3 separate regions of the Gossypium hirsutum genome follow, and regions 1 and 2 are each linked to region 3. A link is a contact called in public Hi-C data. All regions are on one chromosome and are shown on one strand. Each heading gives the region's core, a stretch centred on a gene start, on an enhancer-like site or on the middle of the called end of the contact. The rest is flanking DNA. Distances are from core to core; before and after follow the strand shown.

Region 1 (2,700 bases), core at 19-2,518, 200 kb after region 3:
ACGAAGTATTTGGGCTTCAAAAGGAATTCTACAGGATGGAATGTGGTGGCGAGTGGGAACAAGTACTAACATCTCAATTACGAAGGCTACTTGGGTTCTAGGCTTTTGTTAATTACAAAGTATGAATGAGTGATCTTATCCCAGATTCAATGATGGTGGCAGATATAATTGAAAGGGATTCAAGGCAGTGGAATGAAGGGCTAATTCATAATACCTTTTCTAAGATTGATGCTGAAAGAATTTTAAGAATTCCTTTGGTGAGGATTGCACATGAGGATTTTCAAGTGTGGAAAGGAGAGGTCTCTGGTGACTATTCTGTCCGCAGTGCTTATAAATTGCTTCTACAACAATCAATGGACCCTAACCTTCTACTTGAACAGACAACATACAGACAGTTTTACAAAAAATTATGGGGCCTACAACTACCCACCAAATTGAAAATTACATTCTGGAGATGCTCGAAGAATTATATCCCTACTCTATGTAATTTATATTACAAGCGGTTATCAAACGAAACTGTTTGTTCTAAATGTGCAGATTCAACAGAGACTTTAAAGCATGCTTTTAGGGACTGCCCTGCGATCAAGGAGATTTGGCGACAATTACAATGTGCATGGCTTAGCTAATTTGAAAATCTGTGTTTTCTGGATTGGGTTACCTGGTTCTTTGAAAATTTCAGGGCTAGTGATTCAGGGTGCAAATGGAAGAGTCCTGGGTTCTAGAACTGTTCTCAATGATAACATACCTTCGGTTTTTACAGCAGAGGCCCTGACTTGTATTTAATGTCTTCAAATGGGACTGGATTTGGGTTTCACTACCGTGGAGATAGAAGGTGATGCCTTGTCTGTCATAAAAAAAGCACAGCAGAAGGATAATGACAAATCAAAAATCCATGCCTACATAAAAGACTGTCAAGGGCTTAGCAGGAGTTTTCAAATATGCAAGTTCAAATACGGGGAATGTTAAAAAATGGAGTGGCTCATCTACTTGCGACGGAGGGTTTGAGACAAAAGAAACATTGGAATATGAGGAGGTCGAGAGAGAACGATTATGCAGCTTGCCGATCTGATGGGTGAGTAATCTGTCATGAAAATTGGAGAGATGGGGGATCTAAAGAGATGGAGGAAGCAGATGAACAGTTCTTGAAACTTTGAAAAGAGAAACCATTAAAGTTGGAAGCTTTTTCTGTTTGTGTTTTCAGGAGTCGTGCTAATATTAATTGTACCTGTTACAATTTGGAGGCTTTCAGAGCATCTCCTGCCTTTTCGCGGGGTTGGGTCATATAATTGGGCCTACTTTTTTGCCTTTTATTGGGCTACATTGTGTTTGGTGTTCTAATAATAATACCCAGCAAATTATTAAAAAAAATTAAAATCAATAATAGAATATGTGTTTGAATTCAATTAATGGCAGTTGAATGAATCATAATGAGAAGTATATTATTTAAAGGTATAAATATATAAAGAAAGTGGTATTTTATTTAATACTTTTGAAGCTAATAAATAAATATTTTTAAAAATATTTATAGAAAATAATAATTAAAAAATTAGTAGTGTATCAACAACATTTTTATTATAAATATAATAAACAATTAAACTCTGTTAAAACTATTTTTTGTAAAAAAAATATTAAAAAAATAAAATATACATTAAAAATTTTATATTATATAATATTTAAATTTATTAAATAAAATATTAAAATGATAGAAACTTTATATTAAATAATAACTAAAATTATATTTATAATAATTATTTTAAAATAAAGTGGGGTACAATAATAATTTTACCCTTGAAAGGAGTTCCAGTTGATTCAGAGTGACTACTACTAGAAAAAATAGAAATAGACATTAGAAGTTTTTTTTACGCAATTTAAAATCTTTTATGTTTACGGGGTTTTATTTAGAGAATAGTCTGTTAAAAACTTAGTAGAAACTTGAAATAATAAGGGAGCAATGCCTACTTGAAGTGTCATTGCGATAGAAAATAGGAATGAAGACAACGAAATATTTATTTAGTTCGATTTCCCTATGTTTACGGGGCCTTGTCTAAAGATGGAAAAATCTAAAACACCCGATGGATTCTTAGAGCGTATTATTTTTGCTTGAAAAGTGGATGTAGGGTGGAGCGGGATAGATTTTTTTCTTTTGGATAGTGGGTATGGAGTGGTTATCGTAATTGCTTCCCTCACCCCGGCCCGCTCTATTGTATGAAATTACCATTTTATCCTTTTATATATAAAATATTAAAGGGTAAAAATGTAATAACATAATATAGAAAAATATATTTTATGTTTAATTTTTTTTGAAGAATTATGTTTATATATTTACTTGAATTTAAAAAGATTGGAAAAATTAAAGATAAGTTGCAAAAATTAAATTGAAGCGGAGCCAGGTGGGGCGGGGATGGATGCATCCAATATCCATGAAGGTGGTAGTTGTTTTCAAGATTATATATCCATAATGGAGAAGGGCAGGTGGTGGTGAAGATCGTGCCAATTGTGGAGTAGTAGTGGATTTAGCAATATTCGCCCACACCCTGCTCCATTGCCATCCCTAGCTTTGCCCGAAAATAATCTCTATCTTTCAACCTCGTACAACAAGTGATTTAAGTTCTATCACACACTAATATAACAAACCTCAGTTCTACATGTAAGATCTAGATCACTCTCCCCTAAATTTTTCGTTTGAAAACTTAGTGTATA
Region 2 (2,700 bases), core at 47-2,546, 160 kb after region 3:
TACTATTAATTTTTAAATAAACTACGTTAATATTATATAATTCAAATTTAAAAAATGCATACATTTGCTTCCGATCATTGATCTAACAGAAGTTGTATATCTTAAAGCTTCTCCGTAGTCCCACGTAACTCAGCACATGGTTCCACCTATTGAAATAATATGTTAACACAATAATTTAAAATTTAAATAATTTTATTATGATAAATATATTATCTAATAAATTTTACCTTGTTATGAATGAGAATGTATAAGGGTAGTTCGCTTGAAGACATAAAAATGGCAGTCAGTACCACACCCATAATTGCAGTAGTAACATGCAACCACTGATTTTATTTGTGGTTCCATCGTTCAACAGATCTACCGATACAATGTCGCAAACACAACTGACCCCCAACACGTCTAAAGTCCACGAGTTTTAGTAGTCACCTTAAACGGATAAGATTTCATGATTTATCAGGCATTAAGAGACCCTCGATGATCATAAAGATGTACGCCCGAGCGTGTTGTTCTCTTTAGACTTCACTCAATTCCGCATCAGCCCACCAAAATTTCTTTTCAACTAATTCATTTCTATTTAGGCTTCATAAATCGTGTCTGAAACCCTCCTAAAAGTTACTCGCATACACCTCTTCAATCAACTGTGACAACTAACCCAGTTACTACCGGCCCATCCACCGATAACCTGAGCAGTAACTGCACGTCCTCAAGTGTGACAATACACTCGTCTTATGGAAGATGAAATGTGTGCGTATCGAGTCTTCGCCTTTCCGCCAACGCGTTTACAAGTGTGGAGTCCAATTCACACCCCCTACCCATACGAGTCACATGCAAAAATCCCTCATCTCTCAAGTATGGTTCGATTAAGGACAGTAGAGGAGCGGGTAGCTTACAAATATACATCTCTAAAATCCGATCTTCCAACTATATTAAAAAAATACATATTATTAAATTTTAGTAGAACAAGAAAATATTTAAATTAAATTAGATTAAATATAATAAAAAATTCTTACCATTTGTAATTGATCAACCGAAATGTGCTTGTCATTCAAACGAATTAGAGATTTTTTCATTACTAATTTTAAAAATACGAAATAAATTGTAATGCAAAAATTAATTTAAAAAACCTTAATACAAATTTAATAAAAAAAGAGTTGAGAAATTAAGAAACAATTGAGAGAGAGATGAGTTGAGATGGAATTGAAAAAAAAATTGGGGTTTATATAGAAAAAAATAGCTGTTACTTGGAGGCGGTCGCTTCCAACTAAAAATTTTTAAAAAATCGACTTCATCCAATAATTTTTTTTAAATAATCTTAAGTATTTCACCCCATTATTTGTCTAAATCGGGCCACTGGGCCACTGTGTTTTAAAATTCAACGATACAAATTCAAACCGGCCCTCCGTTGCTTCCTCTTCTTTCTCATCAATTTGCTTGTACTTATCATAAACAATGTAGCTGACTGAATTAAGTGTTAGGGCTAGTTCTTCTACCCGGTGGAAAAACACTTTTACACCTAAAAGTGCTTTTGGGTGAAAAGTAAAGAAGAACACACTTCATTTGGGGTTAAATTTTCAACTTCTTTGAAGCACTTTTGGGCAGATGAAAAAGCAAAAATTTATAGCTTTTCAGCCAAAAAGTGCTTCTAAGCTGCTGTTTTACTTTTTTACCCACACACACAAACTGGTACTTTGCTCTCATCTCTTCTCTCATCTCTGGTTCTTTGTTCATCTGCTGCTTCTTTGATCCTCTGCTGGTGCTGGTTCTTTGTTCTTCTGCTGGTGCTGGTTCTTTCTTCCTCTGCTGGTTATTTGTTCCTCTGCTTGTACTGGTTCTTTGTTCCTCTGCTGGTGCTTTGTTCCTCTTCTCCACCACTGGTGAGTTTATCTTTTTTTTCATACGATGAGTTTTGTTGCCTGAACTTTTATGCATGATGAAACAGATGGTATTGGCTGCTAAGATAATGGACAAAACAAATTATGTTAGCATAGGGTTTCTGGAATCAAAACCCAAACCGAATTTTAACTCTTTCTTTGTTTTGGCTTGCTTTATTTATTTGGGGGGTGTAATACATGCATTCATCCTAACAAAAACTAAAAACATTGAGTTAAAATAGAAAACATGTTTCTTTGTCTCTGTGTCTCTCTCTATCCGTATCCATCAGTTCTGAAAACCCGGATTCGATGTTCTACCACTCCCACCAAATACAGCAATCCCTTAATGCAATCTTTGAGTTCCTGTATAACAACAGACCAATCAAGGTGGTAAAGCACAAACCTTCGCAAAGGAAACAAAACCTCATCTCTACGCGTGCACTTTTACTTAAAATTCAGTATTAAACCTCTGCTATAACAAAACACAATTCAACTACATTCTACATTTCATCATCTTCAATATTCATCAATCCACATGCAACATTTCTCTAGAAGATGCATTTTACAATGTTGATTCCGTTCCATTTCCTTAGTTCCGTTCCCTCTAGGTTACAAATTCATTAAGTATATCTCCAATTAAAGTCAAATCAATCTCATCATAGCTTCGAATTTGATCTTAAAAGAAAAAAACTCATTGCTTATTGGTAAATTTGATCTTATTCGAGATTAGAATCCTGCCAACAGGAGTAGAATAAAAAAAAGCATTGGAGCTTTGAAAATGACATTGGTGAGACCAGAGTGGAAGGCTTTAGAAGCTTTTAATCCTAGA
Region 3 (2,700 bases), core at 160-2,659:
AGAGTTTGTGTGTGAGGAAGTGAGGGGGAGAGAGAGAGAGACAATGAAGATGATGTGGTGGGCTTTTGATATACATGGGAGGTGGGATTTATAGATTGTACAGAGACTCTAATTACAAGGATATTACCTTTCTTTAGTTATATCTTATACCACTTAATTCCTTAAGCATTGCGCTTTCATTATTGTTGCTAAACAAATTTAAACTAAGTACATACATTCGTGGAACAATAAATGATATTCAAATATGGCAAATCTTTGTTGTTGTTGCAGCAGATTAAAATATGTGGTTAATGCTTAAATTCACGATAATAAATTGTACTAACTTATGATGGAAATTTTTTTATATAATAAATATATTTATAAAATATTGTTGTAAAAATTAAACTTTATTGAAATAATAAAATAAAAATAACATAAGTTTCAAATTTTATTATATGAGTTTGCATTTTTTTTCTTTTTTTAAATATAAAAAAACAAAAATAACCTCAAAATCATAATCATAAAGTAAGATATAATATTTTAAGTATCTTCTATATCTACAATAGCATAACAAATTTCTACGAGCAAAGTTATAACCCTGTCATATGTATGAGACAGCATAACTCATTTGTGAAAAAATAAATTTGAGTGTATAAAATAATAATAAATTATAAAATTCATAGATAAGTTTAGGGAAGACAATGGAACGAGAGAGGACAGATATTACTATAAATCCACCATCACTTCATAGTTAATATGCTCTGCTACACTATCCACTTCGCTCCATATTAGATATATAATTTTAAAAATTATTATCACTTTTATGGATGTTGAATGCATCCATATTCGTCCTACCCCACCCAGTTCTGCGTCAATTTAATTTTTGTTACTTATCTTTAATATTATCATTTTTTAGTGTCAAATAAATATTTAAACATAATGTTTCAAAAAATAATAAAAAATAATATATATATAATGATAAAATAATAGGTGAGTTGAGACGGAATAGGCAATTGTCATAATCACTTCATATCTACTTTTCCAAAAAAAAATTCTACTCCAAAATTCAATATATAATCACTCATGTGCTTTACAATTACAATGATGCAACTGTAAGTTAAATATTTGAATATTTATAGAAAAAGAAAAGAAAAAAAAAAGAGACTAGCATTTCCCCCAGTTATCATCTCTCTTAGAAAATAATAGAAAAAGAAAAGAAAGAAATACCATTTCATGTTCTGACAAAAGTAGCCCTCCCAAGCTTGTCAACGTTGTGATTCACACAGAGTTTTAATTAAATTGCTAAAAACAATCGCAAGCTTCAACCTTGGTGTGTAGCATTTGATGTTAGCCAATTCCATTAAAAGGATGAAAAAGGGACATAGTGACTAATGGTTTTCATGTGTTGTTTTCTGTAACATTTACTCTCTAGTTCAGGGCAAGAGGCTTTTTTTTACCATTTAAAAGAGGAGGGGAAGTTTCTAGAAGAGTGTATGGAGAAGGAAAATAGGCATCTCAGGTTTTGTCTTTCCTCAAACAAGGTAAGTTTGATTGAGATAATGAGCAATGCCCTCACTTCCCTACTTTCCACTGCTGTCTTTGTTCTTGTTACTTGCCTTGCATGCACTACCATCATCCTTAATGCTCACATTTATTTCCCCATTTTCCATTTCACCTTGCTTTCACTCTCTTGTTGACTGTCTCACCCATGTGCTCCCTGTGATGTCCCCACCATCCATACTTCATATATGGAAATGTCAATACAGCATCTTCAAATCATCAAGACTCTCAATGCTTCCTATAACTTTAATATAATTTTCATATGCTTTCAATTTTTAACCATTTTGGGATAAACCCACTTTAATTGATGGATCCATACGTGCACCCACACACATTTCATCTTCCACTTTTAAATTAATAAAACAGTTAACCCTATCACTTAAACATACGCAATACCGCATAGTGCAATGTCTGCCAAAACTAACATCATATATAAACTTTTATGAAAACCTTAGTCGACATCCTTCCTACTTCATGATGCAATTCTTGATGTTTTCAGATTAGTAACAGCTTTCTTCACCATACAATCATAATCCTATTTTATTTTCAGTTTTTAAACTTGCCTAAAAGTATCTAAGTGGCATTTTTTTTAGTTGGCATCTGAATTTATATTTAGTTACACACATTATCCTAATTTGTTAATAGTATTACTTTTTTAAGGGTTAATATGTAGTTTGCTCCATGAACTTGTTCAAAAAGTACCTAGTTGATACTTGTACTTGTCCAAAAAATTATACATTTTTAAACGTAATTTATATTTTCTAAAAGATTTACAATTTTTTAATTTATATCTATCACAAGTCATACTAAGAGGCTACGACATGTCACTAGTAGGATTGGCCATCGGGGTAACGTCAACATTTGTTAGTGCGGAAATAACAACCTGGGTGATGATATATAAATTTAAATACCAACTAAGTAAATGAATTAAGTGGTGCGTGTGGTAAAAGCCTGACGATGATCAGAATATCAGGCTGTACTATTGTGTTGTTGGTATGGGAAGACCTAACAGTCATGGATTATGTCAAAATTCGTTAATTGAATTTGTTGGATTGTTGGTTCAAGGGGTCACCATTCATGCCTGGGGCTGACTCACTTTCTAGAACATAGCAAAGAGATGGGATAGTTTATGAAGATAGGCAAGATTCCAGGTGTTCTGTT

The links. Hi-C and Micro-C count contacts between places; a contact is called where the count stands out from the background.
Region 1: a Hi-C map of leaf shows a contact between it and region 3, with 2.5 times the contacts expected there. The contact joins the enhancer-like site here to the promoter of LOC107921581 in region 3. A contact is called at or near these places in 3 of 34 Hi-C or Micro-C datasets (all in leaf).
Region 2: a Hi-C map of leaf shows a contact between it and region 3, with 2.3 times the contacts expected there. The contact joins the promoter of LOC107922301 here to the promoter of LOC107921581 in region 3. A contact is called at or near these places in 9 of 34 Hi-C or Micro-C datasets (callus and leaf).

The regions. Positions count from the first base shown.
Region 1 is chrD01:51,167,968-51,170,667 of Gossypium_hirsutum_v2.1, forward strand. No RefSeq gene overlaps it. Among protein-coding and RNA genes, the nearest start is that of LOC107921854, 10 kb to the left of the region's middle. Within about 2 kb of position 1,269, at least 7 of the 9 cell types and tissues checked have an H3K27ac peak or open chromatin away from gene starts, as enhancers often do. A contact at or near this core is called in leaf, where this site is marked.
Region 2 is chrD01:51,129,656-51,132,355 of Gossypium_hirsutum_v2.1, forward strand. It overlaps LOC107922301 (putative nuclease HARBI1), which reads left to right and starts at 1,297. Exons shown (of 5, transcript XM_041087376.1): 1 at 1,297-1,874. LOC107922302 (ABC transporter C family member 8) reads right to left here. Exons shown (of 5, transcript XM_041087378.1): 5 at 2,573-2,700.
Region 3 is chrD01:50,970,217-50,972,916 of Gossypium_hirsutum_v2.1, forward strand. It overlaps LOC107921581 (axial regulator YABBY 4), which reads right to left and starts at 1,410. Exons shown (of 7, transcript XM_041087375.1): 1 at 1,207-1,410. The coding sequence starts at 1,209.